2 separate regions of the Zea mays genome follow, and region 2 is linked to region 1. The links are chromatin contacts, called in public Hi-C maps. All regions are on one chromosome and are shown on one strand. Each heading gives the region's core, a stretch centred on a gene start, on an enhancer-like site or on the middle of the called end of the contact. The rest is flanking DNA. Distances are from core to core; before and after follow the strand shown. Region 1 holds the start of LOC103626998 (ubiquitin carboxyl-terminal hydrolase 15). Region 2 holds the start of LOC100191299 (Peroxisome biogenesis protein 7).

Region 1 (4,381 bases), core at 511-3,010:
CTCTTGCTGTCTCACACCCCCACAGGTCGAGAACAGGTACCACAGGATGAGGCGCTTGGAGGATGCTGTGATGAGTTCGTGAGTGGTCTAGGCCGTCGTCTCCCAGTCAACTTTGGGTTGCTGGACCGTTGTCTCCTTATAATGTAATTATTTATTTATTTTGTATAGAACTCCTATTATATAGTAAAGTTGTGGCATTCGATCCTGTGCCATGATTCATCATATGTGTGAGACTTGGTCTTAGCACACCTGGTGATTATGTTCGCGCCCGGGCTTTGGACCCCTAAAACCCGGGTGTGACAGGAGGGATGTTGGTTTCTTTGTATTGTGGGATAGGGAGAGCAGATTGGATGGTATAAAAATTGTATTGTGAGATATGGTTTATATGGATATGGATAGTATATAAACTTTACGGTAGTTTCAACATTGAAAGTGTCCTAATATGATACTTGATGAGTCATGGCAGAGTTATATTTTATCGAAAAATGTGATTTGAACATTGTATCGTTTTTAGTTATTATCACGATTTATGGCAAAAAAGGACTTGTCATCAATTTGTGAAAAAATACTAGTGCTAGAGGACAAGAACAAGGAGGAAAACACATACTAAACACATTTTAAGCACAACACTAAAAAATAGTGAGGGATTCTAACCACCTCAATTATCTCCATTACCTTTGCTAAACAAACTTTTATCAAATATTGAATACACGTGGGAGAAGATTCAGACGTGGGGGTGGGGGTGGACATGATGGGAATGGGTGTAGCACAAAATTGCTTGTTTGCATATTTTGTTGTGTTGAGGATAAAAAATAAAATAAATGATACGCTGCGCATAGCTCGCCTTCGTATATAATCATCACCGCTACATCCAGGTACGACACAATTATATTTTCTCCAAAGACGCCAATGAGTGAGTGAATCCAAGTTCGGATGCGGTTGCCAAATTACTTTTCCCCCTCCATTTATTTATGCATGATCCATCCATCGTACAGAACTTTTCAGGAAATCATCGTCCACTTTGTAGTATCATGTAGCGTTCGGATTTTTTTTAAAACTATTCTATTGGTTCTAAGTAATAAATGGCTTTTCTACGTATATAATTTATATAGAATCGGAGAGTAATAGTTTACTAAAAAAACATCATATGTGTTATAGTTAGGCAGTATAAAATACTTGTGGCTCATGAGCTCGCTCGAATTATAGTCAATCGAGCTGAGCTGATTCTCTGGCTCGGTTCCTTAACGAGTCGAGCGTAGCCAGCTCGTTACCTTAATAAGTCAGTTCGATGAGGTGAGTCTGAGCTGGTTAGATATACAACCCTAGCTGTCGTGACCGGGTTAGATTGACATGATTTTATGGCTTTGCTCCATAGTACAGTAACATCTCTTTTTAGGATTCGCTAGTCCTAATCATACGTATAATAATAGTAGATGTTCATTAGTTGAGCCAGAATGTCTTGGGAGCCCGGACGATCTTTATTATACAAAAATATTTAACTTGTAAATTATAATTTTCTTCTTTGATATAATAAAATTTTTCTTACGCTTCATGTTCAAATAATGTAGTACTACTACACAATTCTAAACTTTAATTGAGCGACAATCCATTATCCATGGCAGCGTGGCTTCACCTCTCTCTTATTGACTTGTGTAATGCAGTCAGTGCTCAGTTGTTCACATATCCCTTCCCCCTTGACTTGCTTTCTTTGTACTCCAACGTCGGCTCCAGGTCCAGTATCAAATCGGGCAGGTAGAGGTAGAGAAGAAATAAAACAAAAAAGGTTCCTTTTTATCTCCACCGCCGATCGTTCCATCGTACGGCCGAGAAAATTCTCGGCGCTCCCTGGTATGGTACCCCGTTTCCTTTGGAAGCCTAGCAAATTCACCACTCCCCCCGATCGAGACTCTGGAGCGCAGAGACGGCAGAGAGCACAGTAGCCAAGCGAGTGGAGGAGAGTTGGAGACTCATCACTGGAGAGCATCCGAAGCCGCCCAGTGCTCGCACAACCGCTCCCGATTCCCAACCCCTCCGTCCGCCCAAGGGGCGCCGCACCATCTCCAGCCTCCAGGCCTCGATCCCTACCGGACCCCGTGGCCCTGCTGTGTTATCTGGCTGGAGATCCGGCCGGAGTGGCATTCCTGCTCTCGGTAAACCCTAGACGCTGTTTCTCCTGCTCTCCAGCCCATGTTTTCGCTGCCAAAAATCGAGTTTTTAGGCCGGGGGCCAGCCCACTTCTTGCGCAAGTTTGTAGCTGGGAACCAATGGAATCCGGCTGTTCCTTTCTTCTTCTTCTTCTTCTTCTCTATGGATGGTCGTGTCGGTTTGGTCGAGTGGGGAATTTCAGTGGCCGTGTTGGCATGCGGTTCAGTGCTGGGGGATCTGGGAACTTCTATGGTTGTCATTTTGAGATTAGGGCCTTGGCCCTGGGCACTCTCGTCAGAAATATCTCATTTTCAGATTTTGCTCTTGTGAATGTGCTGACGTGCACGTGCTAGATTTATCGTTCCTCTGGGACATTCCGTTTTTTTGGGAATCTGGATGTAGTATGTTGGATAAGGCCATGAGCACATTTCAGGAGCTGTTTCTGTTAGTTGGTCCAACAACATTGCACGGACCACAGAGAAGAATGTCTGTGTTTTTATGGACGCCTTTTCAGGTTTTTTGAGTGCCTGATTCATGTGAGAATATCGGGGCATTACACTTGTGATGTAAACAATCCGTGACTTTTGTTAGGTTTCCAGGTAATCAGCCACTTACAGTATGTAGCAACGGTCTGGAGTTCATAGTTCTGCTACTTTTCCTTTTAGGATCTCGATGTAAGAAATTAAGGGCCTACTTAGACCTAGTTTCATCCTGTGGGCTTGTGAGCTGAAGCCATGGTCAAACGGGTGGGAGCTTCTTGAGATCATCATATAAGGTTAGGCCAACGTCACAGTAGAAACCCTAAATGTTGTGAATCCAGCACAAGCAAGCTCTTATCAATCCTGAAATGTAGCTCCAGTCTGCTTTTCCCAAGAAGCTATTTTGGGTCTGTTGCAAAAATAACAGTTTATTGTAGAAGCTTAAGCTGGGCCTTGTCCCTAAAATCTTTGGAGGCTTCAGCTTTTTCTTGTTCTATTCAGTTTTATGGCAAAAAACAGTTTTTTTTATTTTCTTATATATGCTCTTTCCTGTAGGTCAATAAGTATTCTGGAATGTTTTTCCGAGCTCAAATAGAGAACTTCTGGAGCTGGATATCAGTATTCTGTTAGGGATATGCTCCAACCAAGGGAAGCTGATGTGCCTGCACTCTTTCTTGTCTTCATTGTACTTCCCGTGGTAGCTTATTTTCTTCTTGGGAGATGGCATGACTCTGCAAGTAAGAAGGCAAGGGCAAGTGTGCTTGCACAGCGAGCTGCAGAAGAAGCCTATAGAGAGGAAACGATGGCGTGCCCAGACATTATTCCGCCAGGCCCTTCCTTGAGAACTATGCCCTATTTCAAACCTGCGCCTTCGTTAAGACAGGAATACCATGAGTGTGCAACTTGCCATGCCCCTGCAAAGACTCGTTGCTCCAGATGCAAGTCTGTTAGATACTGGTAAGTTTTTTCTCTTGTCTGTTTCTATGTCTATAATTAGTTTTGAAAGAAACTATGCCTGGTCAGGCTTCATTGAAATTCAAAGATCTGGTCACCTCTCAAACTTTTCCAGTTTATCTAACCTGTTCCACATAACAATAAAAAACCATTCTACTAAAGCTAGTTTAGATTTTTTTTGCTCTGAGATATTATCTTATGGCAAAGAAGGGCAGACCTACTGCAGTGGTGAGAACTGTCTCACTGAGTCTTAGTAACCAGGTTCCTGGATCGATGGGATCGAGGAACGGGAACGTGGTACGCGGTACGCTACTAAAACTAGGATTTACCAATACTGGAACGCGATTGTTCCCACGTTACCGGAACGGAACAAACGTTCCCAGAACGAGGAACGTGGCCAAGTTCCCAGTTCCCGGTTACTAAACACTGAGTTACCAGGTTGCGGGTTTGAAGCTGCCTCTCCGCATTTGCGGGGGAAGGCTTGCCTAGGTTTATCCCTTCCCTAGACCCCACTCATATGGGAGACTCTGGCTCTGGGTCTGCCCTTGTATAGCTTATGACATACTGACATAGTGGTAATGCAGAGTGACTAATTTCATATAAACGAGCACAATTTTTAAATGAATTTCTGATTTCTCTAATGAATGAAAGTTCTTTTAATTAGTATCCTGGGTCTAATCTTATGATTCCAACTCACTCTTATGATCAAAATAGGAGCACCAATGATTTTCATGTGTGTGATATGGATTCCTAATTAAGGCCCAAGCAATTTTAGATGGTAGCTTTGTCATGAAATATGATTC
Region 2 (4,381 bases), core at 987-3,486, 190 kb after region 1:
CGCTAACACAATTGTTTGGTCAAATAACTAAGCAATAGTGGGTTGCGTGCGGCTGCTCCAGTGGCAAAATAAATGATATATTTCTAACGTGCCTATATATATTATGCTACACCATGGCACCAAGATTGTTTTCAGAGAACAGATGGCACATCAGGTAAATCTCTGATGTCATAGCGCCATAGAACTAATGCTTAGTGGACGGAAAAGGAAGACGACCTATAAAACAGTATTCTCTCTGCTCTAAATTATAAGATATTTTGGTTTTTCTAGATACATGGCTTTTGATGTGCACTTAGATAAAAAGGCAACATGTTATAAATTGCCATGGATGGAGTACACGAAACCACTGGGCACAAAACCAAGATCAACATAGTAGACAGGTAAGATAACTTCATTCATCTATAGTCCCCATTATAGAATGTCCAACTACACCAAAACACAACGGACCTCAATTCGTGCCAACAGTTTCAATTGTGAACCAATCCAAATCACTGGAACTGATAATAGTTCAAGGAAAAACTGATGTGGATGAACAGATGTGATGACCAACAGTGAAGAGAAATGCAATCTTTTTGCTTTTCTATTGTTTTGTAACAAAATCTTAACTGGTGGTATCCTTTAAAAGAGGTGTATGGCTAGCCTATGGTCATTGGAACTCATTCCACCAGCTTTTTCAAGATAAGCTAGAAAGTAGAAACCCACTTGTTTAATGTTTATTGGTAGGTTCTCTGCATTTTTAAATTGGAACTCATTATTATGAAAAAAAGGGGACAGACCTAGTGCCGAAGACAGCCACATGAGTAGGTTCTAGAGAAGGGATAAACCAAGGTAAGCCTTCCTCTCGCAAATATGGAGAAGCAGCTTTGAACATATGACCTGGTGACACAAACACAAGTAAGATAGCTCTCACCACCGCACTAGATTTTCCCTTCTAGAAAGGCAAGTTATGTTATTGGACTATCAAGATATCGTGGCCTATGGTTATCAGCAGGTGTTATGAGCATGCGAACCATTTCCTTCTTACTAGTATAAGAGAGGCTAGAGCTCAATGAGATAGTAACTGAACAATTTTTTGACATTATTCCAACTTCTTCAACTCATTTGAAGAGATAGTAACTGAACATGTAGGAGCATGTAATTAGTATTACCACCGCCCAATGCAAAGCTGAAAACCAATAGTACAAATCACCTGGTCTATTGCATCTGCGTGCTACATGGCTCTTGGATCCGTCCCAAATGGCCAGATGTAGACCATCTCGTCCCATCCGGTGCTAGCGAGCAAGCCGTCGACGAGGACGCTCATGTCGATGCCGGCAACGAACTCCGTGTGGTGATTGTACCTGGCGAGCAGAGCATCCTCGGCGCGGTAGTCCCACATGCAGACAGTCATGTCGTAGGAGCATGACATGAGCATGCCCTGGCGGTGCGGCGAGAAACGGACCCGCTTAACGGCGTAGCTGTGTCCGGCGAGCTGCGCGATGGGCGCCCGCGGCGCGCGCACGTCCCAGACGCGGATGGACTTGTCGACGGAGGCGGTGGCGAGGATGGAGGGGTCGTACTTGTCCCAGTCGAGCGAGAGCACCTCGTGGTCGTGCGCGGGCAGGATGAGCGTGGGCGCGGGATCCCGGACGTCCCAGACGCGCGCGGTTCGGTCCCCGGAGGCCGACGCGAAGACGTCCGGGTGGCGCGCGGACCAGGCGGCGGCGTACACGCAGTACTCGTGGCCCCGGAAGGTGCGGACGGAGGCTGGGCGGTCGGGGGACCAGAGCTTGAGCGTGTCGTCCCAGGAGGCGGAGATGAAGGCGTCCCGGCGGACGGGGTTCCAGTCGAGGCCGTGCACCTCCCGTGCGTGCTCCCGGAGGAGCCGCACGGGGTTCTGCGCCGGCGGGAGAGCGGCGTCGAAAAGGCGCACGGAGCCGTCCCCGGAGGCGGCGGCGCAGAGGGAGTCGTGGGACTCGGACCACGCGCAGTCGAAGAGCGCATCGGAGGTCGGGAAGGAGAAGACCGGCGCCGGGGCGGCCCCAGGCCCGCCGCCGGCTAGGTCGAGGACGATGAGGTGACCGTTACCCACGAGACCGAAGTGCTGGGACGTGGCGGCGAGGAGGCGGTTCTCGTGGAAGGGGCTGAAGCGCACGGCGAAGCCCGGCGCCGGGGCCTTGAACGCCGGCATGGCGGCGGTGGGTGGATCGGCCGGCGGATCGGGAAGGGGACTCGCGTAAGACTTGGATTTTAATTTTATTTTTCCTTTTTAATTTTCTTTTTCGATTGATGATGCCTCTGTGGTGCGTTCAGTCCTGGTCCGTGGCAGGCTGACACAGTAAAAACAAATGATGTCATCAACAGTGAAATCTTGCTGCTGCCCAGTAAAAACACCACTTAACTCATGGGTGTTATTCCTCTTGTCACTCTCCTAAACTTCAGTTTAAAAAAATATATTTGGAAGACTTTATTTAGGGGATGTTTGAATGCACTAGAGCTAATAGTCAGTGACTAAAATTTATTTAGACATCCAAACACCCTATCTAATAGTTTTTAGGTATTTATGGTAAATTATTTAATAGTTAGGTAGTTATTTGTTAGCTAGCTAATTCCACTAACAATTTTTAGCTAACTAACTATTAGTTCTAGTGCATTCAAACACTTCCTTAGTCACACCGCTTAATAGTTTAGGAATTAAAAGTGACTAACTAAAGTTTAGGAGATGTGAACGAAACACCCCTTTAGAGTTGTTGTTAGACCGGTTCTAACGATAGTAATACTATTTGTCGGAGAGAAAACTCCAGCTGGGTGGTGGAGTGTACCCACCTAATCCTATGAATAGGGGGACATCCTATGGTTTGCCTACTGAGCCGGATGAACACAAGAACACATAAGGGTTTAGATTGGTTCGGTCGTCATAGTGTAATACCCTACTCTACTTGTTAGTTGTATTGCTCAGAGTTTGAGAAAGCCTAAAATTGGTTGGAGATGCCTTCGAGGGGATTCAAAAGTGTGTCCCCTTTCTCTCTCTCTGTGTGTGTGTTCTTATGAGCCGTCCCGACCTGAACAACTTCAGGTCGTTTTGATTTCTACCAAGTGTCCCTCCCTTTTATACCCTAAGGGAGGGCCTACATGGCGCCTGAGCCACGACAAGTTGGCCCAGGGATACAAAAAGATCACAGGGTAATACTAGTGGATCGAGGTCTTCTTCGTCCAGTCTTGTTCTCTGCCCGGTCTTGTTGGCGTGTGGGCAAAGGCTACGACGTAGGTTGTAGAGTAGGGAGAATACAGAATGTGTCGTCCCGCCCCTCCGCATGTTCCCTCATGCCTCAGTAACGCACGAGGAACAATGAAGGTCTAGAAGGGCGTCTGTCGGTACCACAGAACTGGGATACCCCTTACTACTGTACCAAAACGCAGTACCCACATGGTTATCTCTAATCATGTGCTAAGGGACTTCACTAATGGGTCTGGACCCACATGGATGGGTCCTGAACCCCCATGTGCGTAGTCCGGACCCCCCTAGAAAGTCCAGGACCTACATGTATACAAACCGAGCCCCCTATGGGGTATGGGTCCCCAACAGGGGCGTCCGGTGCTTGAGGGCAGAAGATGCCCCTAGGCTCTACTTTGGATCCAGGCAGGGGTTCGGTGACACCACGTGTTCACTGGGCGCATAGTGCAAGCCTTCGATGGAAGCAAGACCTCAGCCGCATTAAATGCAAGGCGGGCATGGTGTGCTCTGACCAAGCGTAGGGTTGGCATGCTTGTGATAGGCCTTTGTGACCGCCCACGCGTTACCAAGATGCATTGTAGCATGTCAGCGCCGCGCGCATTAAATGCCTGCTCAGAGTCCGTGCGTTGCCAAGGCCGTTGTGCTACACATGCGTGGAAGACACCATCATGAAGCGTCGTTCGGTCGGGTATTGAGTCCGCTACAGTGACCGGCCAGACGTGACAACACGAGCGATTGTGCACACACCTATGCACGTCAGCATGCCAATCTATGCTGCAGTCTATACCAGAGCCTTCGCCCGTATGCTAATAAGACATGGCGAAGGAGAAGGTGGCCAGGAAATCTGCACGATGACCAAAAGAAGATATCTGTCTGTCGGCGACATTAGTTGTTCCATGTAGTATGTTTTTGTTGCTATATTCTTGGGCCCGCTTGTCGGGGCTCAACTCCCTTGTATGCGCCCCCTTGGACTATAAGAGGGAGAGAACACAACATTACAAGGGCAGATTCGGACGGATTCACATAGAGACTCCCAAGTAATACAACTTAAAGTGGATGTAGGGTATTAAGCTCCGGCGGACCGAATCACTCTAACTGTTGTGTTCTCGTGTTCTTCCAACTAATTAGGCAATCCCTAGGCCCCCTCCTCATCTTAGGATCAAGGCG

The links. Hi-C and Micro-C count contacts between places; a contact is called where the count stands out from the background.
Region 2: a contact with region 1 is called in a Hi-C map of leaf, with 6 times the contacts expected there. The contact joins the promoter of LOC100191299 here to the promoter of LOC103626998 in region 1. A contact is called at or near these places in 6 of 25 Hi-C or Micro-C datasets (bundle sheath, ear, endosperm and 3 more).

Annotation. Positions count from the first base shown.
Region 1 is chr5:147,461,375-147,465,755 of Zm-B73-REFERENCE-NAM-5.0, forward strand. It overlaps LOC103626998 (ubiquitin carboxyl-terminal hydrolase 15), which reads left to right and starts at 1,761. Exons shown (of 14, transcript XM_008647353.4): 1 at 1,761-2,150; 2 at 3,180-3,581. The coding sequence starts at 3,259.
Region 2 is chr5:147,651,681-147,656,061 of Zm-B73-REFERENCE-NAM-5.0, forward strand. LOC100191299 (Peroxisome biogenesis protein 7) reads right to left here and starts at 2,237. Exons shown (of 1, transcript NM_001136733.1): 1 at 1,057-2,237. The coding sequence starts at 2,170. The coding sequence ends at 1,211.